2 separate regions of the Sus scrofa genome follow, and region 1 is linked to region 2. Evidence: chromatin contacts called from public Hi-C data. All regions are on one chromosome and are shown on one strand. Each heading gives the region's core, a stretch centred on a gene start, on an enhancer-like site or on the middle of the called end of the contact. The rest is flanking DNA. Distances are from core to core; before and after follow the strand shown.

Region 1 (3,253 bases), core at 537-3,036, 190 kb after region 2:
CAGCATATGGAAGGGGTCCAATCAGAGCTGCAGCCGCCAGCCCACAACACAGCCACGGCAATGCTGGATCTCGACCCTAACTGTGACTTAGACGGCAGCTTTCAGCAATGCTGGATCCTTAAACCCACTGAGTGAGGCCACCTGGCATCCTCACAGACACACTGTGTGTTAGGTTCTTAACCCACCAAGCCACATTGGGAACTCTCTTTTTTCTTTTTCTTTTCTTTTCTTTTTTTTTTTTTTTTTTTTTTGGAGTTGGTCATTCTTGAAGCTAGGTACAGTGGACAGAATTTAAACATGGTTCCCAAGATCCCCAGGACTGTATGATGGATTTTACTCCCATGGTTAGGTTATATTATCAAACACAGTTGACCTTGAGACAGGGACATTATCCTGGTTGGGTGTGACTTAATCACATGAGCCCCTTAAAGGCAGAGCATTTTCCCTGGTTCATCACAGCAGAAGGAGTCAGAAATTTGAAGCGCAAAGATTCAACACGCCATTGCTGGCTCAGAGATGAAGGGAGCTCCGAGGCAAGGAATTCAGGTAGCCTGTAGGCACTGGTTGACAGTCAGCATGGAAATAAGGTCCAGATCCTCAGGCCTACAGCTTCAAGGAACTGAATTCTTTTTTTTTTTTTTTTAGGGCTGCACCTGCAGCATATGGAGGTTCCCAGGCTAGGGGTCAAACTGGAGCTGCAGCTGCCAGCCTACACCACAGCCACAGCAATGCAGGATCCTTAACCCACTGAGGGAGGCCAGGGATCAAACCCGCATCCTCACGGATCCTAGTCGGATTTGTTAACTGTCAAGCCACAAAGGGAACTCCCACAAGGAACTGATTTCTGCCAACAACCAGAACAAGTTTTAAGGAGAGATTTTTCTCCAGAGCCTCTAGACGAGAACCTAATCCAGGAGTTCCCGTCGTGGCGCAAATCTGACTAGGAACCATGAGGTTGCAGGTTCGGTCCCTGCCCTCACTCAGTGGGTTAGCGATCCGGCGTTGCCATGAGCTGTGGTGTAGGTTGCAGATGTGGCTCAGATCCTGCGTTGCTGTGGCTCTGGTGTAGGCCAGTGGCTACAGCCCCGATTGGACCCCTAGCCTAGGAACCTCCATACGCCGCGGGAGCAGACCAAGAAATAACAAAAAGACAAAAAAAAAAAAAAAGAAAAGAACCTAATCCAGCCAACACTTTGATGTCTACCTGATGACATGCTGTGCAGGGCACCTAGCCATGCCTACATGGCGTGGTCACCAAAGTGCAGGCTTAGAGATTGGGAGCATTCATCCGATATGACCAATTACTTAGAGAGTTTAAGTATATATTTACCTGGAGCAAGAAGTGTTCATTTGATTTTATTAAAATCATAAGTATATGATGGAAAATATAGATGCATTTTAATTTTTTTTTTTTTTTTTTTTTTTTTTTTTTTTTTGGAGAGGATTCGGTCAAATGAAGCATTTGCCTTGCATATCTGTTTCCCTCAGAAGCTCTGCTGAGGTTGCACCCAAAAGCTTTCTTCTGAAACTGGCCCTGTACCAGCTGTGGCTGGTGTCTGCTTCCTGTAACTCACATTTTGATAACAGGAAGATGTGAAGTTATCAAGAAGAAATACGTGACCAGAAGCCTGGGTGTTCCTGGTTCCCTTACTGTCTGTTATTTCAGGGAAAGGAAGTTGAAAAAAAGAAGAAGGTCAAGATCAAGCCATCACTCATTCTCCAAACCTCCATTGTGACCTGTTATGGCCCCGCCCTCTACAGGTCTCTTCATGACCACGTTCAAGGGTCATCAACTCAGACTGATTACAGATGCAGAATGTATACTGCTTTTGAGTTGGCCCCTCGGTTTTAAATGCTTATTATGGAGACGTGTGAATTCCTCTGATTCTTTGTTGGCTTCTTGGCAAGTGGCCTGTTAACTTACTTCCGCAAATATAGACTGTCTTTTATTTCGAAAATTTCCCCTTGACTAAGCATGCAGTTAACGAGTTATACTTCCTCTAAGGCAGAGAAGCTTATTTTTTCAAGTATGGAACTTAGGCAAAAACTCAACTGCTATGAGAAAAATAAATTCCTGCATTCATCATTCTAGAGCTTTGGAATGGATAATTCAGAGTTATCATCAAGCACCTCTTCCTGATGTGACGCAATATTCAGTTCACAATTAGGCACCAAACCCTCTGTCGAGGTCCAGCCAACTGGATCAAATCCCAACTCTGCCACCTACCGGCCGGATGAGTTTGGGAAAACAGCTTCCCTTCTGCCTAAAGCCCAGGAAGTGCTCAGGAAGTAGGGGCAGCGATCATTAATTAAACCCCAGGTATAACATAACACATCACTCAGTAAAAAATATGTTGGTTAGGTCACACCATGTCACCTGGATGAGCTAAGATAAACACTTACTGAGCTAAGCAGTGATGAACATACAGTTTTTAGGACAATTCATGGATGCAGGATTATCTAGAAGATTCTAGAATCAGGCTTCAGACATGATACTTTAAAAAAAAAAAGTCTTGGGAGTTCCCTTGTGGCACAGTGGGTTAAGAATCTGGTGTTGTCACTGCAGCAGCTCAGGTTCAATCCCTGGCCCGGGAATCTCCACAAGCCTCGGGCACAGCCAAAAAAACAAAAGTCTTCTGCTATAAAATGAGAGATATTGATGCTGATAGGAAACCAAATCAATCTCCCCCCTACCTCCACCTCAGGCTTCCCCAACATAATAAATAGCAACTCCTTTCTTTATTTTTCAAAGCCAAAAACCTTGTGCCATCCTTGGCTCCTGTCTCACATTCTATCTCTTGGGAAATCCCACCAAAACCAGAACATCTCAAATCTGACTACGTTTATTTATTTATTTATTTTTGTCTTTTGTCTTTTCAGGGCCACACCCTCAGCATATGGAGGTTCCCAGGCTAGAGTTCTAATCGGAGTTGTAGCTGCCAGCCTACACCACAGCCACAGCAACGCCAGATCTGAGCCACGTCTGCGACCTACACCACAGCTCACGGCAACACCGGATCCTTAACCCACTGAGCAAGGCCAGGGATCGAACCCACAACCTCATGGTTCCTAGTCGGATTCATTTCTGCTGCACCACGACGACGGGGAACTCCAAATCTGACTACTTTTACCGTCTCCGTGGCTACCACCTGGTCTGAGCCACCATCCTCTCCGGGTAGATGATTTCATGGCTTCGTAAATGGTTTTCCTTCCTCTTTCAGCCCTGCCTCCTCTTCAGTCATGTTAGGTGACT
Region 2 (3,289 bases), core at 415-2,914:
GGTTGGAGATGTGCTGTGTGTGTGTGACAGGCCATGAGTCAGGCTGATCTGGTTCATGTAAATTCAGGCCAACCCATGCATCAGCCAGAGTGATTTCCCGGTCCCTCAAATCAGGATCATTTTCCCAACAGCCCGGGGGTAAAGCCACTTCTGACTACATCCCAACACACCCACATCACATACACCCCCCGACACACACACACCGTGCCTACACGTAAGACACACCCCCCCACACACACACTATTCACCATACATACACCCCCATCAAACACGCCACACACACACAGACACACACACCCATACAGCATGCCACACGTAACACACACACCACCCAGACACCACACGCACACCCTATTCACCACACATACCTGCATCCACATCACACCACACACTCATACACCACACACCACACACACACACACCATGCCACACACAAAACACACACACATACCATTTACCACATAGACACACACACACACACATCACGCAACATCTGTCACTGTGCACACACCATATACAGCACACTTGAAACAGGCCAGTACTGGCCTTACTGTACCATGTGCTCTGCTCTTTTCTCTTCTATTTCATTCCGTTTCTTTCTCTTTTATTTCCAAATGCTGCCTGAGACTCACTAAAGTGATTTCCTGACCCACTAATCGGTCCTGAACTAGAGTTTGGATAAACGAACTTGGAGGGAGGCAGAAGAAACCCAGGGGCCCCTGTGAGATGGGCTTTGAGCTGCTCTCGGCACTGACCCACCAGCAAAGATGGGGCCCCAGCCTGGGACGAAGCTGTGGCACAGGGCCACCTCGCCAGGGTGGCTGCCCCAGCCAAACATGGGGAGGAGCAGAGCCCTAGCCTGCCAGGATGGCCGGTGGGGAAGGTCTGTCACTGGGTTTGCAAGATTAATATGAACCTAAAAGTCACCTCACCAGTTTGTGGTTTTATTTATTATTATTATTATTATTATTATTATCATTATTATTATTATTATTGCTTTCTAGGGCCTCACCCGTGGCATATAGAGGTTCCCAGGCTAGGGGTTGAATGGGAGCCACAGCTACCAGCTCATAGCAATGCCAGATCTCCAACCCACTGAGCAAGCCCAGGGATCGAACCCACATCCTCATGGATACTAGATGGATTCGTTTAACTGCTGAGCCACAACGGGAACTCCACCAGTTGATGTTTTTAATCACCCCCACACACTCGCAGCAGCCTGGGAGTTTCCTTTGTCTTGCTCAAATCAGTGTTTTCCATCCTGCAGCACCGGACATATTACTGGGTCATGAAATCACTTTAGTGAATCTCAGACAGCAGTAAAGAAAAAGCAGGAATGGAATGGAATGGAATGGAATGGAATGGAATGGAATGGAATAGAGTGTATGCATTGTAAGGATCAGTACTGACTAGTTTGGGGTGTGTACTATGTCATAAATGTTCTTCAAACCAGCTATTCAACAAGTGAAACTATACATACAAGACAGAGAGACTCAATCGTGTCTTGTGCTTCAGACATAAATGCACAGAATTGAGCAACACCGGAAACTACAGCCCGACCAGAAAAGAGAATGTTACCCACAGCCCGTAGCTGAATCTGCCAGATAATGACTCAGGGAGAACAGGGTAGCGTGTTCCCTCTGTCATTTTTATTTGCTTAGTGAATATTTATCCAGCGGACCTTTCCGCCTGTTTCCAACTGGCCTGAGTAGAACCAGGCTTATAGTAATGGGATGACTCACCCGCCTAAGAATCGATTCGAGAGACTGCAGGCCAAGATCAGTCTTGGCTCTTTTTCTTTTCTTTTTTTTTTTTTTTTTTTTTTTTTTTTTGAGCTGCCTGTGAGAGGCTGGCCAATGCGTGTGGAAAATTGCTTCTGGAATTTCCCTCAAAGCTGCAACTCAGTCCTTAGGCAGCATTAGGAATTTTCTTTCTTCTTTTCTTTCTTTTTTTTTTTTTTTTGGCCTTTTAGGGCTGCACCCTAAGGTTCCCAGGCCAGGGGTTGAATCGGAGCTAGAGACACCTGCCTATACCACAGCCACAGCCACAGCCACAGCATATCTGAGCTGCACCTGCGACCTGCACTGCAGCTCATGGCAAAGCCGGTTCCTTAACCCACCGAGTGAGACCAGGGATCAAACCTGTGTCCTCATGGATGCTAGCCAGATTCATTTCTGCTGAGCCATGACGGGAACTCCTTGTTTTCTTTCTTTTTTTTTTTTCAGCCTGGGAGTTTTCTGAGTAATGGCAACATTCCTGGATAGGCAGCATTAGTTGCCTTTGCTTCCTCCAAAAACAAGAAAAAAAGACTTGAAACTAATACAACATTGTAAATTAATTACACTTCAATTTTTAAAATAGTAAAAAAAAAAGAGAGAGAGAGAGAGGAAAGAAAAAAGAAAAATATTTTCTCAACAAAAATCTCTGATGAGGAGTCAATTTGATCATTTTTTCAATTTCTGATTTTTATAAAGTTAAGTCTTCTTAAGTGTATTTTTAATGAACTGCCTTTGGGAGAAGTAATTAAAAATGTAAAAACGCTGCTGTCCTAGGAAAATCTGGCTGTGTCGCCAAATACATGAATATATATGTATACACACACGTTACGTGGACACACGGACCCCCTTCTTGCTGTCTGCATCCCCCGTTTCTCTTTTTTTTTCCATTTCTTCATTGTAGCTGATTTACAATGTTTTGCCAATTCCTGCTACACAGCGAAGTGACCTAGTTATACGTATGTGTATTCTTTCCCTCACCTTATCCTCTACCCTGTTCCATCATAAGTGATTGGATATATAGTTCCGTGTGCTATAGAGCAGGATCTCATTGCTTATCCACTCCAAATGCAATAGTTTGCATCTACTAATCCCCAACTCCCAGTCCATCCCACTCCCTCCCCCTCCCCTTTGGCAACCACAAGTCTCATCTCCAAGTCCGTGAGTTTATTTTCTGTAGATTGGTTCATTTGCACCACATATTAGATTCCACATGTAGGTGATGTCATGTAGTATTTGTCTTTCTCTTTCTGACTCACTTCAGTTAGTATGAGAATATCTAGTTCCATCCGTGTTGCTGCGAATGGCATCACTTTGTTCTTTTTATGGCTGAGTAGTATCCCACTGTGTGTGTATACATCTTCTTAATCCATTCATCTATCTATGGATATTTCCATGTCTTGGCTATTATGAGGAATACGGGTGCATGTATCTTTTTCAACGAAAGGTTTGTCTGGATATATGCCCAGGAGTGGGATTGCTGGGTCATATAGTAGGTAGTTCTATGTTTAGTT

The links. Hi-C and Micro-C count contacts between places; a contact is called where the count stands out from the background.
Region 1: a contact with region 2 is called in a Hi-C map of liver, with 16 times the contacts expected there. The contact joins two enhancer-like sites. A contact is called at or near these places in 1 of 5 promoter capture datasets (liver), 16 of 47 Hi-C or Micro-C datasets (alveolar macrophages, brain, embryonic fibroblasts and 10 more) and 1 of 2 datasets of contacts at active chromatin or transcription factors (alveolar macrophages).

The regions. Positions count from the first base shown.
Region 1 is chr13:196,965,840-196,969,092 of Sscrofa11.1, forward strand. No RefSeq gene overlaps it. Among named protein-coding and RNA genes, the nearest start is that of IFNGR2, 40 kb to the right of the region's middle. Within about 2 kb of position 1,787, at least 26 of the 83 cell types and tissues checked have an H3K27ac peak or open chromatin away from gene starts, as enhancers often do. A contact at or near this core is called in alveolar macrophages, fetal liver, liver and 1 more, where this site is marked.
Region 2 is chr13:196,775,572-196,778,860 of Sscrofa11.1, forward strand. The region is part of intron 1 of IFNAR2 (interferon alpha and beta receptor subunit 2); the gene reads left to right. The region is part of intron 4 of LOC110256370 (40S ribosomal protein S2-like); the gene reads right to left. Among named protein-coding and RNA genes, the nearest start is that of IFNAR2, 11 kb to the left of the region's middle. Within about 2 kb of position 1,665, at least 33 of the 83 cell types and tissues checked have an H3K27ac peak or open chromatin away from gene starts, as enhancers often do. A contact at or near this core is called in alveolar macrophages, fetal liver, liver and 1 more, where this site is marked.